Regions from separate parts of the Gasterosteus aculeatus genome. Here region 1 is linked to region 2. A link is a contact called in public Hi-C data. All regions are on one chromosome and are shown on one strand. Each heading gives the region's core, a stretch centred on a gene start, on an enhancer-like site or on the middle of the called end of the contact. The rest is flanking DNA. Distances are from core to core; before and after follow the strand shown. Region 1 overlaps robo2 (roundabout, axon guidance receptor, homolog 2 (Drosophila)). Region 2 overlaps robo1 (roundabout, axon guidance receptor, homolog 1 (Drosophila)).

Evidence for each region. A called contact is a pair of places that touch in the nucleus more often than the background predicts.
Region 1: a contact with region 2 is called in a Hi-C map of liver, with 2.0 times the contacts expected there. The contact joins two enhancer-like sites. A contact is called at or near these places in 3 of 6 Hi-C or Micro-C datasets (liver and skeletal muscle).

What each region holds. Positions count from the first base shown.
Region 1 is chr1:13,884,310-13,891,698 of fGasAcu3.hap1.1, forward strand. The region is part of intron 2 of robo2 (roundabout, axon guidance receptor, homolog 2 (Drosophila)); the gene reads right to left. Among protein-coding and RNA genes, the nearest start is that of robo2, 160 kb to the right of the region's middle. Within about 2 kb of position 4,397, at least 1 of the 9 cell types and tissues checked has open chromatin away from gene starts, as enhancers often do. A contact at or near this core is called in liver, where this site is marked.
Region 2 is chr1:13,785,479-13,792,284 of fGasAcu3.hap1.1, forward strand. It overlaps robo1 (roundabout, axon guidance receptor, homolog 1 (Drosophila)), which reads left to right. Exons shown (of 31, transcript XM_078098242.1): 20 at 793-819; 21 at 2,172-2,214; 22 at 3,815-3,969; 23 at 5,837-6,223. Among protein-coding and RNA genes, the nearest start is that of robo1, 200 kb to the left of the region's middle. Within about 2 kb of position 1,318, at least 4 of the 9 cell types and tissues checked have open chromatin away from gene starts, as enhancers often do. A contact at or near this core is called in liver, where this site is marked.

The DNA.
Region 1 (7,389 bases), core at 3,147-5,646, 100 kb after region 2:
TGCGAGCCGTCAAAAAGGGCTGCTTCTGCATTCATGCGCCGCGTTACTCTGGGCGCGTTGATGGCACGCATCACTGTCACTGAGATGCTGAGGATTTCACTAAACATGGGAAATATTGTAAAAAAACAAACAAGTATTGTGTTTGCGTGATCCTGATTGAGATCATTTAATTACGGTAGTATAGATTAGCTAATCATTTTCAAATGGTATTAGCATTATTGAATGTCAAATGACATTTCATAGATATTTCTCCCGATATTATTGACTTTGCTGATGCTGGAGAGATGGCCCTGCTCAATATGAGTCAAGAGCTAAGTAGCAATCCAGCCAAGAGACTGAGGAGGAGACAAAGGGGGCAAACAGAGAAACATAGTGAAGTATGTTTTCACCATCTTTCATTATTCAGCCTCAAGCCATGAATAACTGAATAACTAAATCCATGATAGCAGGGGTGGAGGGCTGCATTTTCATAAAGCATGTCTGAATGTGGGGGAAGCGTAACAAGCCAGAGGAAAGAATCCTCCTCCACCAAAAGAGGTCTTTAAATGAAGAGCTAGAAGCTCCACTCATGCATGACTGCCTCCCCTACGTCCATTCCAACGTGGACCTCTGCACCCCCGCCCATTTAGCTGGAGGCGGGAGGGAGGGGGGGGGGAGTGGTGCTCAAAAATAAATAAACAACGATGCTTAAAATGTCCATTACTTCTAAGGAGTGAAAAGGATGCCTTGGTCAGTGGGAGAACCATTGTTATTATAGCGACTATTAAGAGAGAGAGGTGAAGAAAGGGACCCCTGAAGTCCCCGTGCCTCGCTGGCAGCCAGCACTCCACGGGAGCTGAGATCTCATCAGGTAATTGTTGCGTGTTTTACTTAAACATGACCCCCGCAGCGCCGTGCTACCGACGAAACGAACAATGCACGCGTGTGTGTGCGCTTTGTCACATCATTGTCCAGCTAAACACCTATCATTAACACAGATAATCCGTGGCCACTTTTCAATAGAGGTCTCGTACAATTGAAGTCGGTGAACTCATTTGTGAGAAAGGGAGAAAAAAAAAAATGCAGTTTAAAATTGCCTTTTTCCAATTCATCTGCTGATTACCATAATCACTGCATGGCTGAAAATACTTTGTAAATGTGTGTGCTATTAATTCCTGCAATTATGGGAGCTAAACGCAAATGGCTTGCGAGTGTGGACGGACCCGTCGATAGAGCTGATAAAGCACAAATAAACCCAATCTTAAGCTTCACCACTGTTCGTCACTGTCGAATGACCCTCCGGGCTTCGCTTCATCATTATCCTCTTATCAGTTTTATACAAGCAATTGAGGAGGAAAACTTTGCTTGCGTTTCTAGTCTACATGCCAAAAAAAGGGCGGCTGGACCAATTTACAGAGGTGGTTTTACTGTGAAAATGGATTTGAAATGTGATGGACACTCTACTCTACACCCCTCCAGCATCTGCCTCAAGCTGTAGATCACTCTCCCGTGAGCCCTCGCTGCGCTGTCAGACCAGCAAATTCCGCCGTCATTAATAGCGGCCACTTGTGTCTGACGTAAATGAACGTACAGGCTATCAATTAGCTCGGGTCAGGCCAGGCGTAGTGTACTCCAGGGGAAATGGAGACAGGCATCCTGAAGAGATTCTGGACAGAGGAGATGGATGATAGCGCACCTCTCGAGCATCATTAGGTCTTTCTTTTTCTTTCCTACTTTAGTTTTTTCCTCATTATCTAAAATATAAGTTTTCTTTACACCTTGATTTTGATTCATCAGCTCTAGCTAAAATTCCTCAAACACAATGCAAAGACTCAAGCTTGGCACACATGCCAACACTGCTCAGGTCCACTAATTTGCATTCCGGTTTGTTTTCCCACACTATTATGGAAAAAGTGAAGAGTGCCATGAATGAATGTTTGGTTCATACACAACGAACAACCACCTAAACCTCATGATACCTTGATCGATTATTTTCTACATGACCCCTTCGCTTCGTCTTGAATATATTCATGCATACATCTGTCTTTGCCTCTACCCTGTTTCCTTGATGGGTTCATTCCTCTCCCATTGCCTGTTGTGTGAGTGACCCTGACGACCCAGGAGAATCTCTTAACAGGCTCCCATTGCCCATCAGAATTGATCGGCCCACAGCACCCTGTCAGACGCGATCAATACATCATTCCTTCAGTAACGAGGCCTGCTAGCTTGCCGCCTCTTCCTTCCCTGCATCGCTATACTTCCATTGTATTATTATTTCTCACAGTGGATCGATGCAGGCAAACAGGCTCACTGTAAACCACACCACAATTAGAGCAGTCTAATCTTCTTGTTGACTCCATCTCCCTCACAACAGCCAGCGAATGAAAAACACAAATGATAATGAAATCTAATGGGATTCTGTGGAATTAAATCACTTAAACAATGAAGAGGGCCCAGCATGAGCTCTGAACCAATAAAGATCCCGATAGAGGTATATACCAGTCAATATCTCATATGCTCATAGGCTTAACAAGAGCAGCTTTTCTTCACGGTGGTGCGGCATTTGGCCCCGGCGCTTTCAACAGGAAAAGGCTAAACGTATTTGGAAAAGTAATAGAAAAAAATGTTAAAATAGCAAAGAAAATCATAAAGCAAGCATTTATTCATACGAGTACACACATGTTTTGTACGTGCACATGTGTGTACTTTCCCAGATCCGCAGTTGGAAATTTAGATCTATTTTCATCGCATTAAGTGAATCTCTGGCGAATAAAATTGCATTCCTAATACTGAGCACAGAAAATGACATGCTCTGTAGTATTAATCTCGTAAGAAATTTCAAGCCGTAATGAGGTTAATTTCATTAGGGGAAGTATTTTTTCCTCAAGAACTTCAACAGCATCGTATTCTTTTCTATTAAACATGCAGGGGTTTCCAAAAGTTACAATGAGAGAACTGACTCCTGCAATGTCATCGAAATGGCAGCTGAGAGAAATAGAAGTACAGTACAGCTAATCTGATCATTGAATTATATATTTAACACGCATGTGTAGTTTGGCACGGGTTTGAGAGCAGGCCTGTCTGAGAGCGGCGCCGGCGATGCGATAAAAGCTGTCTGCGCGGTGCAGGCTGCGTACGGGGCAGCAGTGTGGAACTGCAGGAGTAATTAGCCAACCGGGCCCCAAGCACCCTGTGAAGTCCAGCCTTTGAAGGAGGGAGCTGAGACCGATCAGTGGCCCTTCTGATGTATGTTTGTGAATCTTTCAAGGGAGTGAGAGCTGCTAACGAGGCCTCATCTATTACCATTTGAGATGTAATTAGCTTTGTTGGGAGAATGGAACGGGGCCAAGCCAGAGTGGCTCAATCTGGGATCAGGTTGCCTCCTGTCCCACAAGGCGGCACCAGCAGGAGGATGAAGTGAGAGGGTGGAAGGAGATTCCCTGGGGAGGAGAGAGGGCCCCAGCAACCCCGACACGTAGGCTAGCCAGACACATAGCCACCATACAAGAGCACAGGGGTGAATCAAGACTGGCATCACCAGGCCCTTTGTTGAAGAAAGGGGGCCTCTAAAACAAACATATGCACATGTTGCATAGGCCCAATTAATCAAGTAACGTGTCTGCTGTTGTGCTTTCTGGTCCAAGTTTTTGCTTTTGAATAGGCAAACCAACCATTTCATCCCCAAAATCCAATATTATTTCCTTTGTTGGTGCCTTTACCGTTGTGTAAAGTTAGTATGGGACGTCACGTGTGTGGTAATGTGGCTTCCACAGAAGTGAAGTCCATTTACCTCACACACGTCAGAGGGACATTGAGATGTCTTTTTCTCAATCTCTATCCTTGTCAGAATCCAAACGGGACCTCCCGCTATCCTCAGCAGCATTTCACTATTAGCCTCCTCTTATCTTCTTGACCTTCTATATGTGTGTGTGCACTGGTATGAAGCGACAGATTAGCAGCCAATCTTTGCCTCTAAAGTTACTGCGGGGTGAGGTCAGGTGTGACTCCTGCTCTGTTGGCTGCTTTAGTTGACCTTTACCCCCTTAGAGTTTGGTTGCCAGCCCCTGGGTGTCTGGGAGGGCCATACGGGTCATGACTGTTTTCACCACACATCAGCAGTGATTTAGTGGAAGCTAATGAGCCATAAGTCTTCATCAGGTCTCACTCTACACACGTACCACCAACATATCACACGATGGAGGCATTACATGCGACATGGTGGAGACACCATCTAAACACATCTCTTTGTTCTTAAGCCCTCTGTCCAAACACGACTCCGACAGGACTAAGACTCATTGACAGCGAGTGAAAACTTAAAGAGACGAAAACATGGAGCTTGCGTGGTGCAGCCCCCCTCTCTAGAGAGGGGCGGTGTAACAGGAGTGGGGAAACAGTGTGGCTATCAGTAGTGACCGTAATCTGTCCCCGGACTTTTTTTCCCCTGCTCAATCTTCCTCTTGCCACTGGGGTTGTTGAACTAGGACATGTGGCAGGGCTGCTAGAATCAGTATGCAGCATGGAGACGGTGAATCAATGGGGCCTTGAAGGCTCCCCACCTCCTCTCTCTGTCCTATAGCCCCGCTATTAATGAGCAGCAACCAGGGCCCGTCCACTCCTCGCGTGGCCACGAGCTAAATTACCACCCGTGAATCAACACAGCATTTATGGGCAACCGCAAATTAAAGTGTCTAAATCTGCAAGGACATCCAGCCCTTGTATAAACAAGAGGATCACAGAATGGGCTGAGAATGGGAGCTGTAGAATCCAATAAGTGTGTAAATGAACAGAAAAAAATATATAGTAAAGTATAGTGTGAGTAAGCAGATCGGTTGTGGACAAATGCCTGGACAAGCACCTGGACACTTATTTTAACGTATCTTAAGAGCACCCAAACAAAAAAACTAGCCAGATTTTAAAAAAAAGGATAAAGGAGAGACAGACTAATATTAAACCAGACCGTATAAATAAGAAGCATGGTAATAAATAAGTAAACCAACAGTAAAGGCAGCAGGCGGGAGGAGTAGTGGTATTAGAGAAGGAAAACAAACTTGTATTGTGTGTAAGAAAGAAAAAAAACCTATGAAGATTATCTGTAAAGTAATTACCTAACCTTCTAATCACAAGCTTAGAAAGAGAGAGGGCGGTCTTGAAATGAACCTTTGTGCAAACCCATGCACACGCAGGCATAACCCTTCCTAATTACATCTGCAAAACCTACGGATGTAGCAATACAAAGCCTTGTTGGCAGAACCAGATGTTTATCTAAAGCTTTATCCAAAATTATAGCAAAACCCAAATCAGTTTCTATTTTGTTGAATACAGTAAATACTTTGAGTGGATTGAGTCGGCCCTTGGCTGATGAATATGACTAAAGCCTTGCTCTAAAGAGATGGTTGTAACAAAAAGTATTGTCCTCACTGTGTGAGGCAATCTAATGGATTGGTTTACTGGAATCCGAGCAGCTGGTCTTTGAGTTGGTGCCAAATAGAGGCGTTTAGATAAAACACAGAGCCACTGCTTGCTTGATTTAATAGAGGGATGACTTTGAGTACGTGGTCCTGTGCTGTGGCTTTACCTTTCTGATGGAGAGTACGGCCCTTTGTAGGTCATTGTGCTTCTGACAGGACGTCAGTAGGTGTCAAACTTTAAACGCTTCAAAATGGGCCCCCACTAAAAGTGCCTTGGGACCAGACCACTCACCCTCCTTCCATCTCACTGGTGACAGTCCACCACTGAGGGAGAAACAGTCTAATTTCACTGCTGGCTGACGACCATTCAGCGTGAGTGATGAGGGAGCAGGCCCTTGCGCACTTGTGTGCACAGACATCTATACCACGCACGCACACACACAGAAAATGATACTAAAACAGTAAACTCAAGGCGAGGTTGGCTGTCTTGACAGGCCCATTAACTGGCCTCTGCCTGCCATTTCAGTTGCGTTTCACACCCTCCAATTCCAGAAAAAATATACTGGCCTGCAAAGCCTTACTGTACACGCTCCAGTGCACCCCGGCCCCTCCGAAACCATCACTATCCAGTGGTCTGTCCTCTGCTTGCACCCACCCCCATTCTCCCCCTTCATTATCATGCTGAAAACTAAACTGCTTCAGCGTAATAGGCTGCCAGTGCACCTGCCATCAGATGCTTCTGAAGGTGAGGGTTGATAGAGAATACTCAATGCCCTCTCAGGAAAAGTTAGAGGCAGTGAGTGAGACATGACCAGATATGCGGCTAGGGGGGGGCCCTCCGGGGCCTCCACTGTGATCGAGCCTGATGAAGATAAATGGACAGGACCAATATGGCCTCCTGTGCGGCGGGGTATCATCTACAGGAAAAGGGGGGTTGTGGGTGGCTGGTTGGATGACGGACACGCAGCCTAATTGGTGACCTACGGAGTCAGAGGTTGGGTGGGGAGGCCTCTCCCCTGACTGAGTGGCATGAGTGTCAATCCATCCTGAGCAGCGGTCAGAGATCAAGTGATCTACAGGGGGGGAGAGACAAAGGGACCCGTGTCGGAGAAACGGCGCGTTTGCGGCGCTCGGAAAGGGAACGCTAATGTGAGATTATACGATTAAAACTAAAAACTACAGATGACGGGGAAAAAAACACTACGAATTGTGTTACACTTCTGGCCTACGTTTTGAGGCTTGAGGTTGGAGAGAGAGTATAAAAGGATGATGACACAAAGTAGGACAATTCTTTGTTTGTGTGTGGTCTGTCTGGTTGGCTCAGCTGTGAATATCGTACATTGCGCCCAGAGTAAAAAGAGGAGCTCTTGTTGAACACTAATCCGAGTCAGGGTTTGCCCTCTGTGTTCAGTTATTTTGCAGCAGCTTGAGGGAAATTGATCACATGCCTGAATTAATACTTAATCATAGCACCCCAGATGCTCTTAGCTGAGGCCCGTGTCCACTGCTGAGCAAACATGAGCGCCACAAAGGAAGAGGTTAGGGTACAAGCAGAAGGCCAGAACAAAGTGCATTATATAGTGGACTATGTGTGCTTCTGAACGGTCAACATGAACAAATACATAGACAGGAATTACCATGCATGAATGGACATGCACACATGCACGCATAGCCGGATAGCCATCACTAGCTGTCACATTACATGCATGTAATGAAGAGAAAGATTCCAAACAAACTGCATTTACCAGTGAGCTGATCACTGTGGGACATTTTGTCTCCTTGTCAGTTAGGGCCTATTTCCATCCAAGATAATCTGCGTACTAATAATGTTGGCGGAAAATGTTTGAAAGTCTTAATGGACAACACAAAGAGTGAAAATAATCATGTGGAATGTCAGCGTGTTTCCCCGTGCTACAATATTGAAGTGACACTACAAAAAAAAGGATGTGTATATGAAAGGCGCCGGTGTGCCATTGGAAAGCCCCCCCCCTCACTGTCTATT
Region 2 (6,806 bases), core at 68-2,567:
GACTTTCTGTGATTCTATATGTTGATGTTAACTCACATAAACTCACAAAGCTCTTCAGGGGCACAGTAGGCAGACATGCCCCCCCCCCCCCCCCCCCCCCCCCCCTCCTCCCCTTGTGGCTGTGGTCTTTGTAGGAACTGGTTACAGAGAATGTTTTGAAAGGAGTATAATTGCAACCACATGAAGCAACAATATGCACTTGTTGGGGATAAATTGGCTGAACTGAGACATGTGTATGTGTGCATCTGCTGTGGTGTTTGAGCAAACTGTTTGAGAAAATGAAACCGTTTTTTTCATCCCAGTCGTCTCCTTCTGTAGGTCAGAAACAGGCAGCAACATTTCTATACTGAACATTTTCTATGTAGCGTTCTGGATGTCCAGCACGGTGCATTGTGGCATCAACGCATACTTTGGCTAAGTCTGCCAACGGTATCTTACTCTTTTGCACATGGGCCCCTTCCCAGCTAAAATGTGAGTAATTGAGTTGCGTGGGTGATGATACGAGTGTTCGCGATAGCAACGGATATCTCCCCGGTGGGTGACCCCCTGCCCAGATGGTCTCTGACAGTCTGAGCCAGGGATTTGAACCAGCAGCTGGCTCAACACTCACTATCCCCAAGTTGGGGCCAGGAGATATACAGTATACAGGGATCAAAGACTAGGGGCCAGCGAGTAGCTTGTTACTACAGGCCAAGTTACTATGCATTGATGAGGCCTATAAATGAAGTCCTAGGGGCCCAGACAGTACTGATGAACAGCTAATCAATGATTTGTTTGCTTCTGTCATTACAGTGCCATCCTTTACTTTCACACCAACAGGTAAGCACTTTCCTCCTTATTTTACTTTAAATACAAAATGGGTCGTCTACTTTTGTCAACACTTCCACCACGTAATGTGTTGTTGTTGTTGTGATGGAGCAGCTTCACGGAGAGCATTGCACACCACTGAGAGCCTGTTAAGACTAGTGTTAACTTGATCAAAGCACTGCTAGCGACTTCAGACGTGATTTAAGAGAATGACACACCACCAGCACGCCAACATACCAATTAGATAGGCAAGCAGTAGCGGAGCTAAGGAGGTTATCTTTGAATTAAAGTCACACAGGGAGAAACAGATATAAGAAAAGCTCTTTGTGTGTGTCTCTCTCTCTCTCTCTCTCTGCAAATGTGTGGTTACATTCCTCCTTTTTCTTCCACTCGTTGACTTTCATCCACCTGAAGTTATTTGTTCGCTAGAGGTGTGTCAGGGGTGTTGGCAGTGCTCAGTGCTCTGCTGAATGTGAAACAGTGAATAGGTGAGAGGAAGTCAAGGTGAGAGCAGGAGACTTGTATATTACAGTTGGGGTTCGTGGTTACACTGGCTGATCCGGTCTGTTCGGACCTCATATGTAACAGTGGCAGCGTTGTTTCTGATTGCCGGAAGGGTTGCAATCAGGTAGAATAATTGCAGTTGCAAGCTTGTTTTTTCATCCGTGGCAAATCTGTCAGGTGAAACCCACTCTGAGCTTTTGTGTTTAGGTTTCTGCCTGTTAAAGAAGAAAATCCTTGCTGCTGGCAGCCAGTGTGAAAGCGTGACGTCACACTGCGTTCGGCTACGATTTCAATCGAGAATTAGATCGTGATACTTTGGTTCGCATTGGAGAGAGCTAATCTAAGAACTCTATGTGTGGAGGCCAAAGCCACACTTCCTGTTTTCAAAACGAGACAGCTGAAGGGCCGACCTCCTTCTCTTCCACCTCCTCTCCTCTCAGGGAGGAGATTGTAATTAAAGTTGGAGGTTTATCTCTCCTTCACACACGGGCAGCTTAGAGCGCCTTGAAAGAGTCCAACTTTCAGTGTGCAGAGCTTCAAACATGCTGAACTCGAGCCAGACAGCCAAAGAGCTCTGCATTTCTGTTCTTCGTAAGCCTCTTATATCCTCCTCCTCTTCCTCCTGCTGTTGCTGTTGCCGCGTGTGTGACTCAGCCGAAATGATGCCACACACATTCACTCACATGCACATTTGAACTGATACAATATCTCACACTTGTTAAGACATAGCATTCCTATCATTGCTCACAAAACAAATCCATTCAAAACCAAATTAATAACATAGTAGCCAAAAGAAAATATGTGGTGACAATAATATAAGTGTTAAATCATGTTTATTAACTTATTTTCTCTCTTTTTAGTTGCATATCAGAGAGGAGGAGAAGTTGTAAGCAGCGCTGGAAGGTAAGAGTTATATTGTTTTCATGAATGGTTTTTAAAAATATTTTTAGTATCACATTTTGGGAAATGAATGAATACTAGTGATCACATCACTAAAACTCCCAAAACGTACGAGTAGCGTTTGGCAAGTGAACTTTTTTTCAAAGACCACTAGGGGGAGTGCTGAGACCTTCTTACGCAGCAGAGAGCTAAGGAGGGGTAAGGAGGTACATCAAATATGTTATGATAACTGGAACAAAGCCGGACGTAGTCTGCCAGGAGCCCATCTCCATCCTACATGGTGGAGAGCCACATCCAACCACAAGGCTGCGCCGTAGACTCGCCCTAAAACGTGAACGGAGACACGTGCACACACACAGCAGAGAGGGCACACCTTTTCAATGTTGTGGAATGGTGCATTGTGCAAAAACAGCGACTGTGCGCATGGCAAACACTGCACTCATTTGTGACTTGTGACTGCATTTGGCATGTTTACATACAGCAAGAAAATAGTGAAAATTGAGTATGAAGACAAGAAGAGGGAATATGTATTAAATTGTGAATACTGAGAGAATATAATTGACACCGCACTGACTGTAAGTGTACATGAGTTTGCATGTTTATGTGTGGATAAATAGTTAGCTCGGAGCCATCAGCAGTAAATCCATGTCCATTATGTTATCCAGTTCTATGATTGAATCCCACATGCAGCATGGCCGTGTCAGCTCTGCACAAAGACAATGGCCATTCAATATCAACATACAACTGCCGGGGTGATTGAGGAGCTATTGTGAAATTGCATTTGGCTGTGCAAGACAAATGTGTTCATTACCCAAAATGAATCCCAAGAAATGAGTCATTTGAGAGGGAACGAGGAAGCGTAACTCGATGCTAATGCAGTGTTGGAATATGCAAACTGGAAGTAATACTGTGGACATTTTGAATACTGAAACAGTATATGGCCCTGGTGGCGTAGACTGAAATGTATTTGTGTGCTAGATTGATCCGTTTTATGAGCAATAGAATGCGATTTATTCTCAGTACTGTTAACACTCAGTGGTTGGCCTGTGGTCATGTTGTACGGTAGAATCCAGTGGAACAAGTGATCTTCAAATTACTGTAGCAAGACATGCAAACAATACAGTCGGATGAGTTTCCTTCTGTATAGCTAAGAAAATGTTTTTTTTAAATGATAGAGATGTTGTGAGACATCAGAGAATCTATTCAGGGAGCATTTGTGGTTCACTGGCTGTTCGGGACACACATTTGCAACATTGGGAGTCAATGTTATCTGGCTGTCTAATCCGGGCGGTCGGCTAAATGCTCGTGGGGGCTTCTTGTGTCATTGGCTGTATGCAAGTCAAGCACACACAATCTATTTAGTTGGCCTTCTTCCTAATGTGCTCCCAGGCCTTTGTGATTGTGTGTTGTGTGCTGTGTGCGTTTGGTCAAAAGGCAAAAAAGTACTAAAGCAACCTATCCTCCACTGCTGCATAAAAAGGTTCCACATGATCTTCTATTTTTAAGTCTCGTGCTACTGTGAATATTTCAGTTTATTCACACAAATATTATTTGGGTGTTGCCTTAGGCTCTTACTCATGTTGGGTCCCTTTCTTTTTTACAGGCCCGGTTTGCTGAACATTGGGGAATCTGCCACCCAGCCCTGGCTGGCGGACACGTGGCCCAACTCCTGCTCCAACCACAATGACTGCGGCATCAACTGCTGCACTGCCGGCAATGGCAACAGTGACAGCAACCTGGCAACGTACAGCCGTCCAGGTGTGTAGTGCCGACCCGTCCATGCATACGAGACAACCAAAATAAACACTCCCTCAAAACGCAAGCATGCAGTCCTTGACAAAATAACTGTAGAGATAAGGAGTGTAGGAGCTGGGGGAATCAACGGTGCGAAATGAAGCTACATCTGATATGTGGGTTACCTCCCTGGGGAGTTGTTCCGTGTAGCTCTCCTTTCTGTAGGTTTCCACAAGAAAAAGACCTGCAGAAATGTTAGGATTAAGAGAGGCTGTGTGCTTGTGTGCTTGATTTATCTGAGGTTAAAGTAGAGCGGTTTTAGGCAGGAAATAAAAGGAGCACACTGCGAGGGGGCTTATGGCTCCACACTGTTGCTAATCGAATTGCTTTGCTGATTTCCATACTGTTGTTATAGCCAGTAATGTAATTTCCCCTAAGTGCTCAGTTATTTAAGAAATGTGCAGGGGGCGAAGAGGTCAAGGCTGGACTGCAGATGGTGGCCAGAAGCAGAGAGGGGGGGGTGAATGATAGAGGGAGAAATGCGTACCTGGATAAAACGGGCGAGAAAGGAATGATGACAAATATACCTACGTGTACAATATCATTCACCGAAATGTATGTGTGAGTGGAAGAGGAGAGCGAGAACGTAGGAGAGGTGGAGAGAAAGGGCGAAGCAACCTATGGAACTCAACCAGGTGGCCTTTTAATTATTCAGCACTAGTTGGCAACAAAAGGGAGCAGATTTGGCCTTGAAATCATCTACACTATTACTATACAATATACACTATTGTATGTGCACACACACACACATATATAGTGACCTATCACAGCAAAAGGAGCAGAGTAAAACCCGCAGCCAAAAACACGTCAGTTTGGATGACACAGGACTTGGTTATTCATTTTCAGCTGTGACCCAAGTCTTAAATAACCCTCTTCTTGGAAACTTGGACTGTAATAAAATGCTTTATGATCTAAATTATGCCCTTTGGGACTGTGCCTTTAAGGGCAGCCCAGAATTCCTGTCCAACTGTTCTGCTTTTATGCATTCAGCCATTCAACAGTTTCGGCCTACTTCAAACCGTTGGTGATTAATAATGCATTTATTTTTAACTTTATAGTCATCGAGTTTAGTTTTTTCTCTGTGCTAATCAGCCGTCTGAGGTTGAAGTGTTCCACCTCACCTTAAGATGGTGTAAGATGTTTCACTGGAAACGACAGGCCAAAGGCAGCCGTCACTCTTTGCACCTTGCTCGACGCATGCTTTGTGTGTGTGTGTGTGTGCGCCAAACTAAACCCTGTGAGCATTAAGAGGATCACTGACTAGGTGACAGTGCAACGTAATAGGAGTTAATGTCCATTTGTCCCATCGGGGCGCCTTCACACATCCACCTTTTGAAGTTGAGGCGCGTGGCACGAGCGGCGCGCGCTCCTGCGGCCGTCATTGGTATTTACCGCGAGGCTGGCTCTCAGATCTGCTGGAGGATTTGAATATTTTATGAGCCAGAGAAAATTGGATCTGTCAGTGGAGCTGTGCTTTCACCGCGCGCCTCATTCCAGGTCTTTGATATGGACATGTCTTTCTGTCCCCGTCAATGAGCAACAATGCTCTCGCCGTCAGATGGAAAATAACAGAGATGACGGCCGCATTGAGTCACGGATGAGAGGAGACCTAGCGAGAAAGATGTTAAACCTAAAGTATACCATCATTTAGCTAATATACAACATTAAACAGAGTTTAAATCTCTCTCTTGTGTCCCTTTCTTCAAAAAAATGCTTTGATATCTACAGTAAATCAGAAGATTTATCAAAACCTTTTGCCAAACTGGCACAGTGCTTCTAAGTTAATCAGCTTTAGAGGAGATTGACTAAATAACCTCCTCATGTTCTCCAGCCGACTGCATCGCCAATTATAACAACCAGATGGAAAACAAGCAGACCAACCTTATGGTCCCAGAGTCAGGAGTCTATGGAGACGTTGACCTGTCCAACAAGATCAATGAGATGAAGACCTTCAACAGCCCCAACCTGAAAGATGGCCGCTTTGTGGGTCCAGGGGGCCAGCCGACACCGTACGCCACCACCCAGCTAATCCAGTCCTCCATCATGGGCAACAATGTTAACTCGGACAGAGGAACTGGAGGAAGTGGAGGAGGACTCATGGGCGGAGGGGAGATGAATGAAAAACACGGCTGGAAGCCCATTTCAGTTCAGCAGCAGAAGCAGGAAATGGCCTCCCAGCTACAGTACAGCATCATGGAGCAAAACAAGCTGAACAAGGGTGAGTGTGTGGAATACTCAGCAGCCATGGTTAAAGAGGTCGTCTCCAAGCCGTGATCTTCCTCCTCACCCCCCCCCCCCCCCCCCCTCTTTCTTCTGCTCTTGCTTCCCGGCTCTTCCAGCCTCAATGTGGAAGCCTCTAGAAGAGATACATGCTCATTATTTCCTCAGTTCCTCATCTCTCGCTCCTTTTCAGTCGACCTAAGCGTCATCATTCTTTCTTTCTGCATCGCTGTACGGCGTTCATGTAACCCCTCATCATCTGCCATGCAATCATGTTCAATCTTTGCCGCTAAATGTGCGCCCAACCTGAATGCCGTCGTCGTGTGGTGCCCGGGTTGTCTTTTTGTGATGAAGGCAGGTGTGGGTGTTTTCCTTGAGTGCTGGAATTCTAAAGGAAAGACAAAGACAACTCTTGGAAATGTAACCACTGATTAAAGCTATCATCACCTAGTTGTACCCGCAGAAGGGAACCACATCTGGTGTGATAGCTTTGAGATTTTTGGCCAGATGCTGCATGTGTTCACTTACTCACTTGAAAATGATAACGCATGAACGGCATGCATGTGCTCATGTGTTTCATT